Linked DNA regions of Gossypium hirsutum: region 1 is linked to region 2. A link is a contact called in public Hi-C data. All regions are on one chromosome and are shown on one strand. Each heading gives the region's core, a stretch centred on a gene start, on an enhancer-like site or on the middle of the called end of the contact. The rest is flanking DNA. Distances are from core to core; before and after follow the strand shown.

Region 1 (3,743 bases), core at 98-2,597, 370 kb before region 2:
GTCTTTAGTTTTTTCTCTTTTCTTAGGCTTTAGATTTATTTCAGTTTTGTTCTTTTACTTTTACGGAAGAGATCAGATTTGCAAACTTGATCAAACTCTGTAAGGATTCGGCATTCTATTCAATACAAATCAGGCTTCTGCTAACTTTATAGTCTTGAATTGTTATTCATGTTTATTCTATATATCAAGTCTATATTGTTTATAAGATCCATAAGGAACTAATCCTCTTGTGAGGGATTAGAGAGTAGAGGTATGATTAATTAACTGTTTTGTAGGGTTCTCTTAGCGAATCAACTGTTTGGGAAAGGAAGAACTTAAACCCTAGGCTTGATGACCCTAGAAAGTCATTAAAGTAGGAATTAACCCAAAATTGGTATGACCTATTCGTGGACACCTTAACCCCGAACCAGTGTGAATTGTGAGGTCGAGGGATAAGTAGTTATTGCTGACTTGTTATTCTAGATTGGAAGATCCTGATGGGATATTGGCTAGTTGATTAAACAAGAAAACCCGAAGCAATAGTTGGTTATGATTACCGAAGCAAGCTAATCACCCATACTCAGATTTAACATATTCTACTATTTGATTTCTCGTTACTTATTTATTGTATTATTATTATTATAAAAATCTCAAAAACCTTTCTTTATATTTGATTGTAATATAATCTACCTAAAGTACTAATTAGATCTATTTGTGCTTAGGTTAGAATTAATTTAGTGCTCGCCTCCCTTGGGTACAATCTTCGGAGTACTCATTTACTACGTTGTAACTATATTACAACCTGAATTGTATACTTATGGATACCACTCTTTCTAATAAATTTTGTGCAAGATTTCTACTCTGGACGTAAGTACTTCTAGAGGTAGTCATTTGTCCCATCGCAATGAGATTAGTTGCCATGCCACTGTGCAACATTGAATATTGAACGTGGCGACAAGGTTTACTCAGTATGTTACGTTGTGATGAGGAACCCCCTGATATTGTAATGTCAACCTAATGTTTTGAAATTTTTACAATTGGTCCTAATTCAACTTTGAATTAGTTTTAGAACTTTCGTAAACTCGTATAAGATCCGAAAACAATTGTATTTTGTATTATATGCATGTGGGTTGAAATTGATCATTTAAAAATATAATTTGAATATAGTTGATCGTAGTTTTTCTAGCAACGAATGTAATACCTAGTAACTCAGAACTGAAAATCAAATTGGTATCAAAGTGTTACATCGATACTTTTTAATTAAAGTTTTAAATTCAAGTCTTCTAACTATGAAAACAACAAACAACATTGATAGAGCATATCCTCTCTAAATAACATCTAATCTACAAATTTAATCGAATCTTTTGTGACTTTGTAACATTGAGAAAAAAGGAAACCCTTGAAAGTGAAGGCAAAGTATTGTTTGGAGTAGGCAGGCAGCTAGTAGCCATATTAGTGGTTTGGGGTGGGGAAGAGAAGCCCAAATACTAGATAATGAAATCAGGCCTAAAAATCAGAAACTGATCCATCATCGTCTTCTATTCTGTTGTAGAAAAAAAATTACAAAGAAAAATACGAAAGTATCAAGAAATTCCAAGTGCAGAGAGTAAATGGAAGAGTACCCAGAAGAATTGAGGAGTCCACCAGTGGCGCTGGTAGCATTGGTAGGATGCCCAGAGCAGCATGGGGCGATAACCACCCACCTCCTCTCCCAGCAGCATCCTATCAACACCTTGGCCTTGCCCAACTTCTCCAAGCTCTCCCATCTCCTCCATCGCCCGCCCTCCCCTTCTTCTTCCCCCGCCGGATTTTTGAAAAGGGATTGGCTGGTCAAGCACCGCACTAAGATCCCCGCCGTGGTGGCCGCCCTCTTCTCCTGGGATCATGTCTCCGGTGACCCTGCCCAGTGGGTCCAAGTCTGCTCCGATCTGGATGACCTAAAAGCCGCTATTCGTCCCAGGAACACCAAATTGTTGCTGCTCGTTGTGGTGGGCCAATCCGATGACATTAGTGAAGATCGTCTGCTTGCCTTACGGAAGCGAGCAGAGGTCGATTCCAAGTACCTTCTCCTCTTCAACCCCGATCCTTCTCAACTCAATAACTCTCTTCAAAGGTGCTCAATTCCCCCCCTCCCCTTTTTATCTAACAATAATTAGTACTTTACTGAATTAATTGCTGTATGAACTATATCCCATACATTGTAATGTCTGTCAGGTTGAGCGCCAGTTTTGCCGAACTAGAAACTACTTTTTACAGAGAAGAAGGTCGAAGGATTAAAGCTCGCATTGAAAAGAAGAATTTCTCCTCTCCCGATCTCCAAGTTCGCTACTGTTTTAAAGTAATAATAATAAAAGAATAGCTTTCCTCACTTTTTCATATTATTAATTCCTTATGTATTGGCTCATTGGTTCACAAAATGGGTAGGTTGCTGTGTATGCAGAGTTCCGACGAGACTGGGCTGAAGCCTTGAGGTTTTATGAGGATGCCTATCATGCCCTGCGCGAGGTTCTTCCCTAATTATCCTATTTCTTTACCATCCTTCTGTTTATCATACTTAATACTAGTTACTTAGTTCCGTCTACTTGTCACTGCTACCATCTATGTCAATGCTATTCATTTAGATGGTTGCTACCTCAACAAGATTGCCTCCAATACAACGCTTATTTGAGATCAAAATTGTTGCTGAGCACTTGCATTTCAAGATTTGCACTTTGTTGTTGCATGGTGGAAAGCTCAGAGAAGCAATTACATGGTTCCGCCAACACGTTGTCTCCTACAAGAGCCTTGTTGGAGATCCAAATGTCATTTTTCTTCACTGGGAATGGCTCAGCAGGCAGTTTTTGGTTTTCGCTGAGTTGCTTGACTCAAGCTCTGCCACTCTTCCAAGCACTTCCTCTCTACCAGTAGGCACTGCCGACCAACCTCTGACTGAATGGGAATTCCATCCAGCTTATTACTATCAGGTCTGTACCATCATTTCATCGTTGTTGGCTTTTTTAACGGCTTTTCCGTGCGAGTCTTGCTACCTTGCTTTATATATAGCCAACCCTTAGAAACAATGGGGTCAATGAGTACCTAAACTTTTTTTTCCAGGGAATTTTGCAAAATTTATGCAAGTGCAACCATAGCAATTGAACTTGCATTTAGAATTCTCTTAGATTATTTAAGTTATCTGAATCATAACATTCATCTTACAACAGTCAGCAGCTAAATACTTGAAGGAGAAGAGATCAGCTCTGGAGTTGACAGTGTCAAATTCAGAAACTTTTAGCGAGAATGATGATGGGAGTGCTGAATCTGTGGTACCATCAGTTTATATTGGTCAGTTTGCCCGGCTAATTGAGCAAGGGGATGATTCGGCTATGCAGTCGTAAGTCTTGCAAATTAATAACGAGAAATCTGATTTGATTTTGTACCATTTACCTTATAATAAATGTTTGGATTTTTATTCTCTTCTGACTATGCAGCATTACTGATGATGAATACACTCGTTATGCAATTGCCGAGGGAAAAAGGTTTCAAGACTCCTTTGAAATTATTGCTTTGCTCAAAAAGTCTAATGAAATATATAGTAATCTTAAAGTTCAGAGGACGGGTTCTCTTTGTGCCTTTCAGATTGCTAGAGAATATTTTTCTTTGGGTGATTTCAACAATGCAAAACAGCAGTTTGATGGTGTTGCAAATCTATATAGGCAAGAAGGATGGGTTACTTTGTTGTGGGAGGTTTTGGGTTACTTGAGAGAGTGCTCAAGGAAACAAGGTGC
Region 2 (4,217 bases), core at 456-2,955:
TTCTTGCAACAGATGGAAGCAGAATCAAGAGCACCAGACATGGCAGACCAAGAAAAGGAAGAATTACAAGCAAATGTGAGCTTAAACACGCAACCTTGTACCTCATCATCAGATGTTTGCTGAATAAATATAGCAGGGTGATCATCCCCTGATGCCTGCTCTATCAATTTTATATGTAGAAATACTTCTTTCATATCAAATCCCGCCTGTGCATAACTGTCAACATAATACCCAATCAAAAGAAAATTACAAAAAAGAAAAGCATAATTGGGGGGGAGAAGAACTAGAACATTTCAGCAGTAACTAAGGCAAGGCCACTTTAAACATTTGAAGAAAATAATAATAGTAAAAATAATTATAAGAAACCCGAACTTTCACTGTTTGAAAGCCAAGGAAAAATAAAGATGAAAAACCCATGCTGATAGGAAACTGCTTTTAGGATCCTGTTGATTGTTGTTGCAATTTTCAGAGTACCCTAAACTGAGTAGGAAGAAGGAAGAGGCAAGGGAAGGGAAGGGGACCTGAGAGGCAAGGAATCATAATGCTTGCGGATATTGGAGACAAGCTTCTCAGGCAACTGGCTTCCAGGGTAAAGCTGAGTCAAGTTCCGTACAACGGTACCCCAGACCACTTTCCGGCAAACGTCGGCCTTGGAGGAAGATGAAGGGACAGAAGGAACAGGAGGAGGAAGCTGATCACGTGGGGAGGAAGTGTCGAGATTGAGAGAGTTCTTGAGAGAGGCAATGGCCTCAGAGACGTTCCTGCTCAACCTCTGGAACCGTTTGTTCTTGGCGGACGGGGCTTCAAGTTTGGCAGAAGCAGAGGAGGAGGAGGAGGTGTCCTCGGATCGGTCGTTGGAGCGCATCAAAACCTGCTCGACCATGTCGTCATCGGCGGTGGTGGCTCGGCTGGACCAGCACTCGAGGGCTGCAGCCATGGGCGGAGATCGGAGTGGCTGAGGTCTCCAAAAGGGGGATGGTAATGTAGATGGGAAATGGGTTCAAAGTGAAAGGTAGGGGAGGAGGCGAGGGCGGTGGTGTGTGATCTGCTACAGATGTCTGTCTCGTGCTCTACTCTGCTATGCTCGTCGTTGTCTTTTTTTTTTTTAATTTTATTTTTGAAAAAATTAATAGTATTTATATTAAATTAAAAGGGTGTGTGTGTTCGATTTCTGACAAAGGAGGGAAATGTGGGGGAGACATCGGAGTCGGAGGGAGGGAGGCTGAGGTGACACTGAAAGAGTTTGAGCCTTTGCCTATTAATTTGACTTCATTCCTTACTTCATACAATGGAATCACCACAAAAGGACACACTACATCCGTCCCTCTTTGGTCTTCATCTCCATGCCATCCATCATCATGCATGCATACTCACTTCATCATTATCCTCACTATTACCATTTTTACTTGCTAATAATACATCAATCATCTTATTATCTGAGTCCACTAAATTACAAATAAAAAAATAAAAATTTATGTTTCCAATTCATTAACGGTTCTTTTATCTATCTCTACCCTTATTTAAAATATATATACATGTACACTTTGCATTGCATTTCTTACTGCAATTTGAGATTGAAAATGGGGAAATGGGCTTTCCTGTAAATTGCAATAGGTGAGAGATGACATGGTATGATGATGGTAAAACGTTACAAGGGGGGTTCTCTGCCAATGCCATGTGACCCACATCCACGAATCATGTGAAATCAAAACCAATGAAAGAAAAGGGGGGGAGATGTATTTTAGGGGCGTTGATTAAGGTCACTTTAGGACATTTATTTCATTGCAGTTTCCTGGGTCCCACATGTTCCATGCATCAGCGCATAAAATAATCAAAATGCACATCCATCTGGTTAGGTCTACTTGTTTGTCGCCCACCCAATGCATTTTTTCTACTATCTAGCAGTAATAACAAGTTGTGTTAGTTTATTTATTCATTCTTTTTGTTATTGCAAAAATAACATATAGAAATAGGAACACGCACTCCATGAACAAAAATGTTTCTTGTGTCAATCCAACATCAATTAACCCAAACCAAAGGCCAGTTACTATAATTACCACAACAAGATTCATTCCATTTGCATCTTATATAATAATACAACACTATATAACCTAATAAAAGCTCCTCCTTTGTGCATGTTGATGTTATCTTCTACTTCTAGGAAATAAGAGTAAGCTGCAGTTTAGGGCGGTTGGGTTGGGGTTCCACAACCTCCATGTGGATCCTCACTGATTGCAGAACACTGTAGGAAAGGCTATTACTATTACTATTGTCCATCTTTACAATCTTCTGCTGCTGCTCGTCCACATGCCACTCCCCGCTTCCCTTCTCTCCTCTGCCTGTCAAGTACACCGGGCCTTCTATTCCATATCTGTTCGTTTTATATAACATAAACTCATGTTACTTTTTTCTCCACCCAACAAACACAAGTGCCAAAACATTATCTTTTCCTGCCTAGACACAGCAGATAGACAAAGAAAGACACGAGGAACATATACAGATAATCCAGCATAAAAGATCTAAGTTCATACTTGGGCACAAACACAATGAACCCGTTGGACCTTATCTTCACTATTCTGGCTTCTGTGTCAGTGGGCCTGCAGCATAAGATAAATAAATAAATTCAAAACATGTGCAATTATTCATTATGCTCTATAGAAGGCAGTTTCAATTCCATGAGAGAGGCCAAGGCAGTTACAGTTTTCTGAAGTAAATGAGAGTATGGAGCTCAACAGAGGCCCTGCTTGCCATTTGGGCATTCCTATGTCGATAATTCAGATCTGAAACAGGTAAAATGCATAGGAAGCTGAGAATGGATATCATGGGTATGTGAAGTTTGTTACCCAAATCCATGGAAGCCTCAAAAACAGTATGAAAGGAAAAAAAAACTTACTATCAGCAATGCTAGTTAGTTGAGATCTGTCCTGGAAAACTGGTGGAAGCTTATCGATCCCTAGAGATGCAGCAAGCAACCTGTGCACAATCACATCTGCAAGGAAGGTTCCATACTTGAGCAATAGTATCATCAAGTATACATCAGCAAGAAAAGGTAAAGTAACAAACAAATTTTTGTTCACAAACCTGCATATCTCCTAATAGGAGAAGTGAAATGAGTATATAGGGGCGCAGCAAGCCCATAATGATGATATTCTGGAGGGCTGAGATCCCCACTACAGAAATAAACAGCCTAATTTGAAACCAAGGCAAATTAGTACCAAGTTAAAAAGTGCGTAGGTCAAAACCATCTGGAGATTGAAAAAATTTCCTAGCTAACTTTACCTGAGTCATACACCTAGTTGCCAGTATCCGAATCAACTTATTAAAGTAAGGATCATCACGCTGCAAGGCAGTTTTTCTCAGATGTAAGAATCAACTATGAAAGAGAGAGGCCAAACAAATACATGAACATGTCCCAAGTAGCAAAGATGGAAAAAAAAGAAAAGAAGCCAGACAAGCAAGAAGTTGGATGAAGAAATGTCTAGAAAAGGAATCATCTGAGGTGGTAAGTCAGCTGAACTGTCAGACAAATATATAACGAATAGGAACCTTACCACAGCATGGTCAAGGGAATCAGCCAACGCCTTCGATGATGAAACATCCAAGTCGAGTCCAATGGCAGCAGCAGTGCACAACAAAGGTTCAAGCATTTCTCTGGTGGGAGTTGGATGCCGCCTGAACCAAAAATTAATGTCAGGGAGGCAAGGCCGAGTGTCAAACAACAGCAGTGTCAATGTCAAAGAAATAGCCACAACACTGGAATTTTCCAGTGATAATCTGGATTGTTGAAGAGATTACATGATGTATAGTAGTGACAATTATCATCCGCTAATGCTAATTTTATGATTAAACACCATCTTGGACCAAGTGACTCACATTAAAAATACTAACATGCAATCTTATTTATCCTATGATAAATAATTCCAGTGATATAAATTTACGCAGGATCATCAACTGGTTAGGATTTCTGCTGGCATTTACAAAAATAAAATAATTTTTTTGATGGGATAAACCTTATGGTTAAATCATAAGCACAAACCAGAACTAGACAGTGAATGAAAGAAGAGGTACAATAGAAATGCAAGTCCCACAAGAACATTATAGCAAAGAAGTACAGAAAAAACAAGTTTACCTTAGTAGTGAACAAGAAGGAAAACAATCACGGATTTGTTTGGCAACTGAAACATTGGCAGCAAGCATGAATTCCTCAACCATTTGGT

Evidence for each region. Hi-C and Micro-C count contacts between places; a contact is called where the count stands out from the background.
Region 1: a Hi-C map of leaf shows a contact between it and region 2, with 3 times the contacts expected there. The contact joins the promoter of LOC107954805 here to the promoter of LOC107954782 in region 2. A contact is called at or near these places in 3 of 34 Hi-C or Micro-C datasets (callus and leaf).

Annotation. Positions count from the first base shown.
Region 1 is chrD07:40,137,435-40,141,177 of Gossypium_hirsutum_v2.1, reverse strand. LOC107954805 (trafficking protein particle complex subunit 11) reads left to right here and starts at 1,347. Exons shown (of 7, transcript XM_041096611.1): 1 at 1,347-2,092; 2 at 2,194-2,317; 3 at 2,404-2,484; 4 at 2,601-2,942; 5 at 3,180-3,349; 6 at 3,447-3,743. The coding sequence starts at 1,590.
Region 2 is chrD07:39,764,961-39,769,177 of Gossypium_hirsutum_v2.1, reverse strand. LOC107954782 (receptor like protein kinase S.2) reads right to left here and starts at 1,705. Exons shown (of 3, transcript XM_016890454.2): 1 at 522-1,705; 2 at 1-216. The coding sequence starts at 937. LOC107954781 (exosome complex exonuclease RRP44 homolog A) reads right to left here. Exons shown (of 24, transcript XM_016890453.2): 17 at 4,130-4,217; 18 at 3,552-3,672; 19 at 3,280-3,339; 20 at 3,082-3,187; 21 at 2,894-2,989; 22 at 2,699-2,780; 23 at 2,532-2,597; 24 at 1,988-2,371. The coding sequence ends at 2,158.